Regions from separate parts of the Drosophila melanogaster genome. Here region 2 is linked to region 1. The links are chromatin contacts, called in public Hi-C maps. All regions are on one chromosome and are shown on one strand. The core of a region is the stretch at or near the end of the contact, and the rest is flanking DNA. Distances in the headings are between cores, read along the strand shown. Region 1 holds the start of ninaE (neither inactivation nor afterpotential E). Region 2 holds the start of ppan (peter pan).

Region 1 (6,864 bases), core at 1,307-3,806:
CACAACCACAACTCCCGGAACGCCGGGCATCAAAACGAAAATCAAGAAAAGCGAAAGCGAGTACGATTCGTGCAGCGAGTGACTGGAGTTGAAAGCTTTCTGAGTTGTGCCTTTACAGATACTACTGATTAATTGTTAATGTTCTCCATGTGCTACTAACCGCTGCGAGGCTCAGCTCAATGAGTCTCCAGCAGCCCTGGGTTAAGTTCTCCCATGCTGACTCATGTCTTTTCAACTTTGAGTTCGAAAAGGCGTTGTCTGTGTGTCCAGTTTTAACGATTGCATGTTAACTTATAAAAATGGAATTTACATAAGTGCCTTTAATTTAAAAAAAAAAGAAAACAAAAACTGAAATAGATAATATATTGTGAAGTGCTTTGCAAAAAAGGGGTATTTCTTGTTAACTGGAAAGGATTTATAGCTTCTGAAGAAGACTATTATACATATAAGAATGAATAAACTCAAATTTGTTGTGGTTCTCCAAACTTTAAAGGCGAAAGATAACCGAAAGTTGATATCCGAACTTTTGTAGGTTCGTCATTAGGGTTTTTCCACGCTAAAAGCTGCTTTTGTTAGATATACTATGTTTTGAAAAGGCTCATTTTAATTTATAACTTTTCTAGTTCGTTTGCATTTATTTTTTTTGTTGAGTTTTTTTTTGTCCTTAACTGACATTGCAGGAAATTTAATAACTGAGTTTACATTGCTTTTTGTTATGTAAGAAAGTTGCATAATTTTTTCATTATTGTTGAAGTTTTTGATGTTATTCGAAAGCGTTTCGTTCTGTTGCTGCAGTTGTTCTTGCTGTTGTTTTTGTTGCTGTTGTTGTTGCTGTTGTAAGTAGTTAGATGTTCTTGTTGTTGTTGTTGCTGTTCTGGTTGTTGCGCCAAAGAATTTATGCCTTGGACTCGGCCTCGCTGGCGGTGGCCTGCGATTGGGCATCGCTCGATTTGCCATCGTCGACCTTGCCAAAGACGCAGCAAGGACACTTCTCCTTGAGGGCCAGGCGATATTTCGGATGGCTATACGGAATGAAAATAAAAAATTGGTTAAATATTAAGGTATATACGTTTCATAGCCCATAACCAACCTGATGCCGTATACAATTGGATTGTAGCAGGCGGCCGATTTGGCGAAGCAAGCTCCCCAAATGGTATTCAGTGGTGTAAGGCCCTCGAACTTGAACAGTCCCATGCAGTTGATGACCAGGTATGGTGTCCACGCCATGAACCACAGCGTGATGGTGACCAGAGCCACCTTGGCCAGCTTGCCCTCGGCGCTCTTCTCGGCATCCTCAGAGGAGCGGAGGGACTTGACATTCATCTTCTTGGCCTGCTCGCGCATGGCCTTCTCGTGGGCGGAGACAGCCTGTGGGAGGATATATCGGGTTAAGCGACTGGGATATGCGAGTCTCGTCGCCACTTACAGCAATGATGAACCAGTAAGAGTAGCAGATCAGGAACAGCGGAATATAGTACACGAAGATGGAGTAGAAGATCAGGTATGAGCGTGGGTTCCAGTCGCGTTCCAAGTAGTCAATACCGCACGAGGTCAGGTTACCCTCCGGCACATACCTTTTAGATTAAGAATATATATTTATAGGATAATGTTAGGTGGTAATAATATTAATACAATTGTAATTTGTAAACCTTTTGTTTGTAATTTAAGTTTTTAAACATTTGTATATAGTAGCTTTGATCATTTTTTAAAAAATGGGTTCCCAGAAGGTTTACCATTTCAAGGACTCACCTGCTCCAGCCGAAGGCGGGCGCCAGGCACCAAATGCTCGACATGAACCAGATGTAGGCAATCTTGCCCAGGGCCAGCGGAATGGTCATCGGCCGGCCGGCCATGCCCTTGACGATCACTTGGTAGCGATCCAGGGAGATCATGCACATGGACCAGATGGAGCTGCAGCCAAAGGCCGAGCCCAGTCCGGCGTATATGTCGCACATCATGGGTCCGAGCACCCAGGTCTCGAAATACAGATTTATGCCCATCATGGGCGTGTTTGTGATCATGATGCCAAAGTCGGAGATGGCCAGGTTGATGACCAGCAGGTTAGCGGGCGTGCGCAGTGATTTGGTGGTGGCGAATATGTAGATCACCACGCCATTTCCGCACCAGGAAATCATGCCGATCATGATCATGTAGGCGGTCAGGATCTTGGCCCAAATGGGGTCCATGGCGGGGAACTGGTTCCAGTACGGGCTGATCAGGTGGGCCATGTCGGGCGTGACCTTGTCCACCACCGATCCATTGGACAGGGGGGCAAAGTGTGGCCCCAGTTGCGCGGCTGCTACTGCAAAGCTGCAACACCGAAGCAAATGTTAAATTGCTAACCAGAACATCCAGTGGATCCACCGATCGTACCTCTCCATTGTGTTTTGGTTACTGGCTGCGTCACTATATCCCGCCTATATCACACTGTCTACATAAAAAGCTGCAAATTCACTAACAATATTTCTAACACTTTTTACATAAAGGGTTCCTGGATTCTGAATATTTCACTGGGGCGGACTAGTCGCGGCGATTGGTCGTTGGAAACCTGCAATGTCTGCATTCTGCCGCATGGCTTTTATAGTTTTCGCGGTGCTCGTGTAACCCCTGCTCTTGAAATTCAATTAGGCCAGCCTAAAAATATGTCTGCAATGTGCAGAGGAAAGTGTCGACAGCTTTTGGCTTATAATCATAATATCCATAACGAAAGCAAGCGCACATCGCAATGGGCCAATGTCAATAGTTAAAGGCATTTCAAGGGTTTCCACTGGGGGTTCTGGCCGAGTATTATTCTTGAGTCTCCAGATTGTGCAGAAAGCAATGGCGAAAGTCAGCGATTTAATGTGTCAATGCCTAGACAAATTTGAAGAATATTATGAAAACATATCGTAGCAGAAGAAATATCAGTATCGTTCGCCTGCGACACCAGTGCGTATGCGCAATCAAGTATACGCAGTGTGTGCGCCGATGAACGCACATCTTGAGGGCTCTGCTAATCTTGGATTATCTTAAAAAGAATGCCAGCTTTTGGAAGTAGTAAAATAATCTATTTAAATTAAGAATATGAACACCCCAGACGCTAAGCCGCTTATGGATTTTTTGTGCTGATTGATCTTTTCGCACCTCCATTGAATTTTCCGAACATGTTTTGTTTCTTTTCTTTTTGGTGTGGGCAGCTTGGATTTTATTTTGTCAGTCCAGCTTTGGCATAAAAGCCTTTTGTTCGCCTTTGTGCGATGGCTCAACACATCAGCTTGAATTGGGTCAAGTTTTAGGCTAATCCAAATGGCCAAATGGGATGCCACGCTTTGCGCCCAACCCAAATATGGAACTAAACCGAAATAACTGTCAGCTGGTGTGACAGTCGACACATGTCGGCAGATCTTTCGGTTTAAATCAATTACACACCGCAAAACAATACAAAAAAAGCGCAGGTAATAAATATTCATATAAAGTTAGCCAGCGCAAAAAACTAACAAAAATACCGAGGCGCAAAACCGGAAGCTGCGCTCATATCGCCATTATCATTACCATCAATTTGATCATCATGATCATTATATTGGCGTCATCGTTAGCCGCACTTGCGGTTCCCATACTTACGTATTTACCTACAGTTCTGTGTATGCATATATACAAATAATCTGGGTATAAACCATGAATCGCATTTCAATTTATTCGGCATTTTCGGGTTTCGCTAAACAACAAAAGTCCCCCGCCCACCTGCTAGATGGCCCAAACATAAAAGCCAAGTAACGAAATGGGTATAGCAACAACAGAGACATATGGACAAGCCAACTTGCAACAAACATTGCGATGTGAAGTGGAAGAAGGCCGCCGAAGGCGGGGAAGAAGACGATCATTTAGCATTAGCAAATAAGCGAGATAAACGCTGCGATCCGTAGACGTTGTTATTGTTGGGGAATTTGTTGTTTTCCTGCTCAATGAGGCGGGCAAATTTGAAACTAGAGAGGCAGAACCAAACTTACCCGGCACTTTGAATGCCCTTCTCTGTAATATTTAATACGACAATAATACATTTATGTTGATCGTGTATTGATAACGATAAAGATTTGAGTTCGGGGTGTATGTACCTGAAAGTATGCTCTGTATATTTCACGAATTTAATAAGTAAGTAAAGTATAAGTAAGTATAATATAATATGCTTATAATATAATATTATTATTATATTCAAATAATAGCGTTTTATTATAATACCTGGTATTTACGTGACATGTCCAAACTTCTCAAACGAACCGTGACACCCTGGCTCCAGGGCACAGTGTATAATTAACAAACACCTATGATTTGATTTTTGTATTTTTATGTTCGACAATGGATTCGCGCTCGCCAGTGTGAGTGACGCGTGTGTGAGTGTGCGTGTGAGTGGGTAAACGGCGGCAAGTGTTCTGCCGACGTCGCTGCCGCTGCGCCGTCGTGTGGGGGTAGGTGAGAGCGCAGAGAGAGAGAGCGAGAGGATGATGGAGCGGCTGCTCAAAGAACGCCAAAGTAATGGATCTTTTCGGGCGCCGCTCTCCTACTCTCTCACTGCTGCTGAGCTGTACTTTTAGCTCTTTTATAGCTTTTAATTAAAACTGAATGTAATATAACAATTATAGACATTGTTCGTTATATTTTTTTGTTTATTTAATTATTTTTTAGAATAGTAAAATTTTACTAATTACTTAAAAAATTTTTAAAATAGCTTTCTCTATGATATAAATATCTCTTCCAACAAAAAAACCATTGGTGTATATATTATATAATGCCTTTTTCCCAAGCAAATTATATTCCACATATAACGTTAAATTAAGGGAAAATTGTATTTTTACACCCAAAACCTTGAACCCTGCGGTCCAGTATTGCCGCTCCCTTCGAAATGAGCTTAATCCGATCTGGCGGATTTCCCAGCCGATTAGTCAGCGTCTTTTTCCGTCGATCGGCTCAGCTCTGATTCGATCGCAGGTCGCTCGTGTGTGGGAGCGCTCGTTCTTGGGGGCTGCTGGTGTCATTAGCGTAGTTGCAGCGGCAGTAGGAGCAGCAGCAGCCGCAGCAGCAGCAACAGCTGAGATCACCGCGTAGCACTCTCGCTCATCCGCTCCGTTGGCTCGTCGTCTCTGCGGACCGACCGATCGCTCGCAGAACGGAGGCTGATGTTATTTTCAGCGGCCGAAGATTTACAGTAACAACACGGACCTTAGCAGCATCGCCTGCACCGCTAGTCGCTCGGATATACGACGGTTTTCCGATTTCGGACTCGGATTTTCAGATCTGTGGATTCTGTGTTCTATTCTGCTCTGTTTTCGGTTCTGTTTGCTGTTAATTTTAGACTCGCCAAGCGGAAGCTTGCCAGAGTTTTCCAAAATATCCCGCTGCCTCGTGTGTTTTCCCCCGTTTGTTAATATTTCGCGCATTTCGCCAAAAGAAGAGCGCACGGCAAAAATGTCGTGCCGCGAAAATTTCGATTAACCTCTGGTCGGTTTCGCTTTCGGTTCGGCTTGGTTAATTAATTAATGACGGAATCTCTCGGTGTCGCCGTTGTTCTCAGCACGCGCCCTCCGGGCCCAAATGCAATCATTAATAAAGGCAGACAAATATCAAACTATATGTACGTCATGCACCACCATACACCCCACCAGCCACACACATACACACACAAGTGCACTCTGGCTCGTAAAGTGTATGTAAAGTGCATTGGGCCAGTGTGCGTGCACGTGTGTCTGTGAGCGGCAACTACTTCGAAATTTATTTTCGAATAAATAGTACAAAGTTGAAGAAGCAGCAGCCGCAGTCGCAAACGCAACGCAGCTCCCGGTTTCATCTCGTCCCCGTTCCCAACCCCAACCCATTCCCGTTCCTATCCCATTGGAACCCCACGTAAAAACGGCGAAATAGTACAACCAACAGCTGAGGTCAAGACAATAGCATCGCTAAATGGATTTGCAAACGCCTTTCCTCATTGCAGATCTATTTAGAAACTTTGTTTTGCACAATGTTTCTGCGTTTTATTATGCACCTCATATGACAGTGACTAAAATTGAAAACGAAACGACTTATCAGAGTTTTTGTAAAAAAAAAACTGACTCAATATAAGTAAATTTGTAGGTCAGTTTCGTACGTCAATGTGTATTCCAAGTCAACAAAATAACTTTTATGACGCTAATTCTCAATGAGACATTTTGTAATTAAGAGTTATCCAAACGAAACTTTTTTTAAACGTTTTTTAAATAAATAAAATTTTTTATTTTATTAAATTTATTTTATTTAAAATTTATTAGTTGGCTTAGATAATATTAAAATGGTTTTCTAATAATCGCAGATTTTGCACTTATTTCAAAACTTCATATTTTGTTTTATTAAACATCCGATTACTTAGTGAAAACTTTTATAAGATCACTTGGTGCTAAAATTTTGACCGCTCTTGTCTATTTCTTACGCATGCACAGTGGGATCCCACTTATTTTTGACCCGTAAAAAATGATTCAATTAAATCAATTGATTAATTGTTTGTTTTTGCACAAGCATAACCAGATGGAATGTCGAGATGATTCAACGTGACACAATAATTGTTCACGTTTTTGGCGCCAAAGGTGTGGGCCATTAATTAAACCCCCGATATGATAATTGCTTCTGGCAGTTGAATGTCTATTTTTGGAACCTGGTTTTCAATGGGTCTGCGACCACTGTGCCCGCCGTGTACGCGTCTTACGTATCTGCTCGATATTCCTATGCCGATCCGATGCGATGCTTGGTCCGAATCCGTATCCGTATATTTTCTTTCGTGCGGTGCGTCTGTGTTTCGAATCTTTCGGGATCGGCGTCTGAAATAAACGAAATAGGAAATTTTGGTATTTTCCTTTATATAAA
Region 2 (6,864 bases), core at 1,966-4,465, 1.2 Mb after region 1:
TATTAGCGCTGAGAAAGAGAGTAGAAAACAAAGTGACTCAGCTCTCTCGCTGATAACTGTAACCACGCTGCTCCCAGCTGTCCACACTGAAAGAAAACCCTATACCCTCTAATTTAGCTATCTAAATTAAGTCAAAAACTTGGACTTAGCTCAAAAGTCGTTTCAAATATTTAGTTCCTATCTTAATGGCATTGCAATCGAAACTTCGAACTCAAGAATCAGTGTTCATATGATACCATTTTACTATTTGAATTTTCTCCGTGCAGCGATGACCATAGCGATAGAGCGAAAAGGTGTTTGATGAGTTATAGTTGTTGTTTTCTGAATGGATTAGCAAACATGCTGAATCAACAATGTCCGAAAAGGGTGTCAAAAATGGAAACTAATAGACAGACAGTCAGTAAACACAGTGTCTAGATATCAGTTAATATATATTATAGCCAACAACTCTGGCCGCACATAAGAAAGTTTATCAAAAAGAAATGGAGTCGTAAAAAGGTCAGTGGATAGTTTTTATCGGGTAGCATATCAACTTGGGATGCTTGTTTGCTCCCTCAAATATCCGCCACTCAATTATCCAAGAAATGTTTGCTATCGGCAATGAAGCACAATAACACGAACTCCCTAACGTCGACTGGCCCAATCATAAAACATTTCTTTCCATGGCCTGAAATCCCCCGAGCATGGCGGTTTTATGTACTCGCTGACCTTGGTGCGCCGTGCCAGCGGCGAAAGGAGGACATGACCTAGCCGGGCCACCAGCGACCATTCTGTCCGGCCGTAAAACACAAGACAGGGGCCATGCCACGCCACGCCACACCACACACCCACATAAATTATGCAACTGGGGGTCTTCGATTATCCAATGCCAATGTCGATGTCACTAATTCCCTCTAATCCTTTGCAGTTGTCCTTATCGGTGACTCCGGTGTTGGCAAAAGTAATTTGCTCTCACGTTTCACGCGCAATGAATTCAACTTGGAGTCCAAGTCGACGATTGGCGTTGAGTTTGCAACGCGCAGCATAGAGGTGAGTACGCTGGCCAAGAATTCGAGGGTGGAGTGGCCCATGGAGCTCCACCCCCACACATCTACCGCACCGCACCCACAGTGGGGGAAGTCACGGGTGAACTTGCGTGTGCGTTTCGGTGGGAGGACACGTAGTTGAGGCGTCTATCGGAAAATTGGGGGGAAAAGTTTGTTCAATTTGAGTAAGTGTCGAGAATTTCACTAAATAATGGATTGCCAATTGGCTTTCTTGCATAATTTCAAAAGCCATCCTACGGGATTAGCCAAAATGTTGACATCATAGTTGTCACTTGTGCTGAAATAATAAATTTATGTGGTCAATAACAATTATATATTACGTATGTATAAGGATTTGTGTTAAACAATACTTTGTGCCATCTTTTCGAAGTAGCTTAGTAGGTCATCTTAATATTTAGTATATCAAATGGGTTCAATGAATATAACTTACGCTACTTGCGTTTTTTCTAACTAGTGTAAGAAATTTCAAAAATTGGGTTCTCTTACTAGAGTTAAAAGCTTATCCATAAGCTCTAATTTATGTTGGTTATGTGTGAATACTGAATGCCAGTGCTTGTATATTAATTTTCAAAGCGAATGCGCCGCAGGCATTTCGTGGCGAAATTGCCAATTACTGGCACCATTCTAATGCTGTCCTTTGTTTCATCCTTCTTGTGCATCCAACGCAGGTCGATGGCAAAACAATTAAAGCGCAAATCTGGGATACGGCCGGCCAGGAGCGTTATCGCGCCATCACCTCTGCCTACTACCGCGGTGCCGTGGGGGCCCTGCTCGTCTATGACATTGCCAAGCATCTGACCTACGAGAACGTGGAGCGGTGGCTGCGGGAATTGCGCGACCATGCCGACCAGAACATCGTCATCATGCTGGTGGGCAACAAGTCCGACTTGCGGCACTTGCGCTCCGTGCCCACGGACGAGGCGAAGCTGTTTGCCGAGCGCAACGGCTTGAGTTTCATAGAAACCTCGGCCCTCGACTCAACGAACGTTGAAACGGCATTCCAGAACATACTCACAGGTGGGTCGTTCAGGATATTTTAGCTAGTCTGCTTTCAAATTATCGATCGTTTAAGAATATTTAAATACTGTAGATTAAACGCTTCATTGAAAGTCAATAGATTAATGATAACGAAGCACGACTAATGATGTCTCGTAATCCCGTTTCAGAGATCTATCGCATTGTGTCGCAGAAACAGATCAGAGATCCGCCGGAAGGCGACGTCATCCGCCCGTCGAACGTGGAGCCCATCGACGTAAAGCCGACTGTCACCGCCGATGTGCGCAAACAGTGCTGTCAGTGACCGCCCCAAGCAATTTTCGCTATTCCCCGCAACCGCCAGAACAGCAACATAAACAGAAGCAACAGCAATTACAACTACGACTACAAGAGGAGCAGCAGCGGCCAGAACTGCAACACCAAGATCAGGAGCAGCGTACACCCGATGGACCGCACAAGATGTCTATGCGTTTGTCAGCCACAGTTTGTCATGTGCGCATAAATTGATAATTCAAATCTGAGCCGCCACTCTCCACCACCAACACCACCACCATCATCAGAAGCAGCAGCAGCAGCAAAAGAATCGAAAGCAACAACATCCGGCTGTAGTTAACTGCGGTTTAAACTGAAGTTTTATATATATACAGATCCATGAGTATCGCATAAATCGACCGCCGCGGAAAGAAAGCAAGCAAAACTAAACACTCCAAATTCAGTTTAAGCTGTAGAACTATAATTTATATAAATATACATATATGCTAATATTAAAATATTAATATTATTAATTTTTCGCAACATAAATATATAGTTGTAATTTCGCGAGCAGAACAACAACAAACAACCGGAAATTCTTCGACTTAAACGCAAATTCATTACCACAGCACTGCAGCTCGGATTTTCTTCTTCGGTTTCTCGCAACATTTTAAACGATTGGCCACTTGGTAAAACTAGCTGATAAAGAGAAATCAAACAAAAACAGTTGTAAAACTTTAAATGCATAAATGAAACGAAATAACATCATTTGTGTTTGCTATGTTAAGTGTGATTAAATAAATATAATTTAAATAAAACAGAAGTGCTTTCAATTGGGCGGAAAATCGAAATTTAAAATGGGATTAGAGTGACCAAAGGCAGACGTCGGAGTGGGTGTTTGGTATTTTCCGCGCGAGCAGCCACACTGATCCATACACGTGCGGGAGAAAAGTGAACAAAAACATTGAAACATGGGCGGTAAGAAGAAAGTGCATCCGAAGACGCGCACGGCGGCCTTCAAGGCCAGCGAGCCGAGCGAGATCGTGGAGGCGCCGCACTCCTTCGTCATCCATCGCGGCCTCGCCTGTCCGTACATCACGGACCTCACCCTGGACTTCCGCCGCATTATGGAGCCCTTTACGGCCAGCAATCTGCGCGAGAAGCGGATGAACCGCATCAAGGACTTTGTCAGCCTGAGCAGCTTCTTCCACGTCTCGCACATGGGCATCTTCAACAAGGCCTCCACGCAGCTGTCCTTCAAAGTGGTCCGCTTGCCGCGCGGTCCTTCCCTGACTTTCAAGGTTTGTTTGTTTCATCGCTTAGTTTATACTGGATATTTTACCGCGAAGTTATTCTCTGTCAGGTTCACCAGTTCACCCTGGCCAGAGATGTGATCTCGCTAAGCAAAAAGCAGATGATTGACAACGATCACTTCAAGCACGCTCCGCTCGTCATCATGAACAACTTCAGTGGCGATGGCAAGCACCTTAAGCTGATGGCCACCACGTTCCAAAACATGTTCCCCTCAATTAACTTGGCCACGGTTAATATCGGCACCATTCGTCGCTGCGTCCTGTTCTCCTACAATCCGGACACGAAGCTGGTCGAGATGCGGCACTACTCCGTGCAGGTGGTGCCGGTTGGCTTAAAGCGGGCGGTCCAGAAAATCGTCAAAGGAACGGTACCCAATCTGGGCAAGTGCAACGAAGTCGTGGACTTTGTGACCAAGTAGGAAATGACCGTTTGTTCTCATTCCATCAAATAATCATAATATTGATTTTCAGGGACGGCTATGCCTCCGAATCAGAGGCCGAAGATGATGAGCAATCACATGTGGTGCTGGCACAGACTCTTAAAAGCAAGGGCAACTTGGAGGACAAAAAGAGCTCCATAAAGCTACACGAGATCGGACCTCGACTAACCATGCAGCTCATCAAAATAGAAGAGGGCCTTCTGACGGGCGAAGTACTGTATCACGACCATGTGGTCAAGACAGAGGACGAAAAGGAAACCCTGCGCAAGCTGGTCGAAAAGAAGCGAAAGCAGAAGGAGCAGCGCAAGAAGGAGCAGGCAGAGAACCGTGCCCGCAACTTGAAGCTTAAGAAGGATGAAAAATGGGCTGCCAAGAGGGCGGCAGAGGGACGGACTGACAGCGATCCCGAGGATGATGCAGAGTACTACAAGGAGGAAGTCGGCGAGGAACCAGACGAAGGTGAGTTGTGCTACATGCTGCGTAGAATATAAACTAATGTTTCCTTTGCAGAACTGTTCAAAATGGAAGCGAAGTCCTCCCGAAAGCGGCCTAGTTTGGGCGGCGGAATGAAATACAAGAACAAGCGCGCTAAACTGGATACCAAGGACAAGAATGACAAATCTGAGCGCACGGACAAGTACGATCGTAAGGACAAGTTCGATCGCAAGGACAAGAAGGACAAATTCGACCCCAAGAACAGGAGAGCCAAGTTCGATCCCAAAAACAAGCGCGCCAAGTTTGACCACAGAAAGAGTAGAAAATCAAAGTAGTACATTTAACATAAGCTATTTTATAAAGACCATTGGTTAACACGACATCGCAATGTTATCAATGGGAACTAACTAAACATACGTTGCACCACCTCCTTGTAATGGGCCTTGCTATCCTTCCAGCTAACAGCGATGTTGTCGCGCAGCTTGCTGAACTCTCGCTTCTCCTCGTAGTTGGGCATTCGCTCGATGGTGGCTTGCGCCTTGGCGAACTCCTTCAGGTGATAGTAGGCGAGTGCACGCCGGTAGATGCTCTTCTCGCTGGGACTCTCCTCCGTCTCCACAAACTGCGTGTGGTAGATTACATGCTCATAGCGTTTCTCCTGCAGCAAACAGGCGGCCAGGTTGGTCTGTATCTGAATAAAGAGCTCCTCCACCGCCTGGCCGTTGATGCCATTGGTCTTTTTGGTCAGTTTATCGAAGGGTTTGTAGGTGATCAGCAACTTTGCGGCACGCACAAAGTAATCAAAGGCGAATTTCGGGAACGTCTTAAAGGTGGCCACGCCGCTTTCCTTGAGACGTAGTGCCACCTCATAGATCTCTGCAGCGCTTAGCTTCTCCACCTGAGTGTTCTTCACAATTTTCTCCAGCTTCAGTTCAAATTCTATTCGTTCGCCGGTTTTGGTCGTGATGCTACAGGCTGCCGTTTCACCCGGCACAAATTGCTGCAGCAGCAGCTCCAAGTAGCAGTCCACTGCGGTCAGGCTGGTGCCCATTTCCAGGCTGTGCTTTTGAGGATACGTAGCGGACTCATCGCTGACCAAATATTTGCTAGGTCGTCCTCCCAAGTTGGTGGCTTTCTTGTTGACACTGAATTCCACCGTACTGATTATCGTGGGCTTGTCCATTTCGGTGAATTGGAGGCCAATTACCTTCTTGGCCAGACCACGGTTCTTGTCCTCCCACTCTGTGCCCACGTACCAGTCCATTTTGGAATATTTGCAAATTGGGAGCTTCGAAATTTAGCAGTAAGCAAAGTTTGCGATTTGGCGATGTGACCAGAAAACCGTCAAAAATGTACCTATCGCGAATTTCACAAAAAATACTTTGTTCTCACTAGTTCATAAATGTAATGCATGGACTACGCATCTATTTGCAAAACAAGTGAGTTAGTCGACTATCAGATACCTTGTACGCAGCTGGTGGGAGTGCGAAGGAGAAATTGGGCAACAATATGAAAATTTTCAGAGCTTAGGAAATACAATAATATGCGGTTATATAATATTATAAAACCGCCCAATTCAATTCTAGTGGTTTTAATCTTTCTATTCCAAAACAAAAATGTTAGCATGCATTTATTGTAACTCATGGCTCTTTAGTAAAACTTTTTATTACCCATTTCCGCTTCACTAAATTTAATCAATTGGGTGAGTCCATTTAAGATAAACAATTTTCTAGCATTTATACACAATTTATTATTATTTCTAGTTATGTTACATATACTAAGCCCATTCGCGCACTAGCAGTTGCTCGGCCATCGTTTAACATGCTGCCCTCTTTCCACTAACAGTTTTACATAATCCGGAGTATGTGTTCATATTTTTGTTAACACTTTTGTTAAAGTAAAACGTTATGTACATACATTAGTTAACGCGGAAGCGGCGTGATCGTGATCCAGATCAAGTATAGCATTGGAACTTAACTTACAAATAGCAATACACATAGTAAAATATCCATTGATCACAATCAACGAACGGCATACATACATATAATTATATTGTTGAAATTGCCTGGGAATTTGCTATTTTCTACATACATCGGTATATCTAAAACCTATAGTTAGCATAGATCAATCAATCAAAGAATCGGTTATATATTGCAGTACAATGGATCCATTTTCAATTCATCTTCGCTCGAAAGATGTGCAACTTCCAGTTGCAGACACTGCTGCGTGTCCTTCTTTACACAATTAACTTTTCAATTAAAATATTTGTATTTCGGTTAACTTAGATTACAATTGCCAATAAGATACTAGGCTTAGATTTACTTTACAATTAACACAAACATTAGGCAAAAGGCGTGTAAAATAGGTTACAAATGTGCAAAA

What was found. Hi-C and Micro-C count contacts between places; a contact is called where the count stands out from the background.
Region 2: a contact with region 1 is called in a Hi-C map of the Kc167 cell line, with 2.2 times the contacts expected there. The contact joins the promoter of ppan here to the promoter of ninaE in region 1. A contact is called at or near these places in 5 of 107 Hi-C or Micro-C datasets (the Kc167 cell line, the S2 cell line, embryo and 1 more).

The regions. Positions count from the first base shown.
Region 1 is chr3R:19,885,650-19,892,513 of dm6, forward strand. ninaE (neither inactivation nor afterpotential E) reads right to left here and starts at 2,557. Exons shown (of 5, transcript NM_079683.3): 1 at 2,374-2,557; 2 at 1,750-2,310; 3 at 1,427-1,574; 4 at 1,091-1,368; 5 at 606-1,022. The coding sequence starts at 2,381. The coding sequence ends at 896. It overlaps Ask1 (Apoptotic signal-regulating kinase 1), which reads left to right. Exons shown (of 9, transcript NM_206518.2): 9 at 1-381. The coding sequence ends at 82. CG4733 reads left to right here and starts at 5,040. Exons shown (of 9, transcript NM_001260269.2): 1 at 5,040-5,605.
Region 2 is chr3R:21,113,039-21,119,902 of dm6, forward strand. ppan (peter pan) reads left to right here and starts at 3,216. Exons shown (of 4, transcript NM_057631.6): 1 at 3,216-3,595; 2 at 3,658-4,022; 3 at 4,079-4,506; 4 at 4,558-4,861. The coding sequence starts at 3,266. The coding sequence ends at 4,817. Rab11 (Rab11,) reads left to right here. Exons shown (of 4, transcript NM_134310.3): 2 at 908-1,029; 3 at 1,715-2,063; 4 at 2,213-3,108. The coding sequence ends at 2,346. It overlaps Bdbt (Bride of doubletime), which reads right to left and starts at 5,818. Exons shown (of 1, transcript NM_142686.3): 1 at 4,819-5,818. The coding sequence starts at 5,746. The coding sequence ends at 4,886. slmb (supernumerary limbs) reads right to left here. Exons shown (of 8, transcript NM_079706.3): 8 at 6,214-6,864.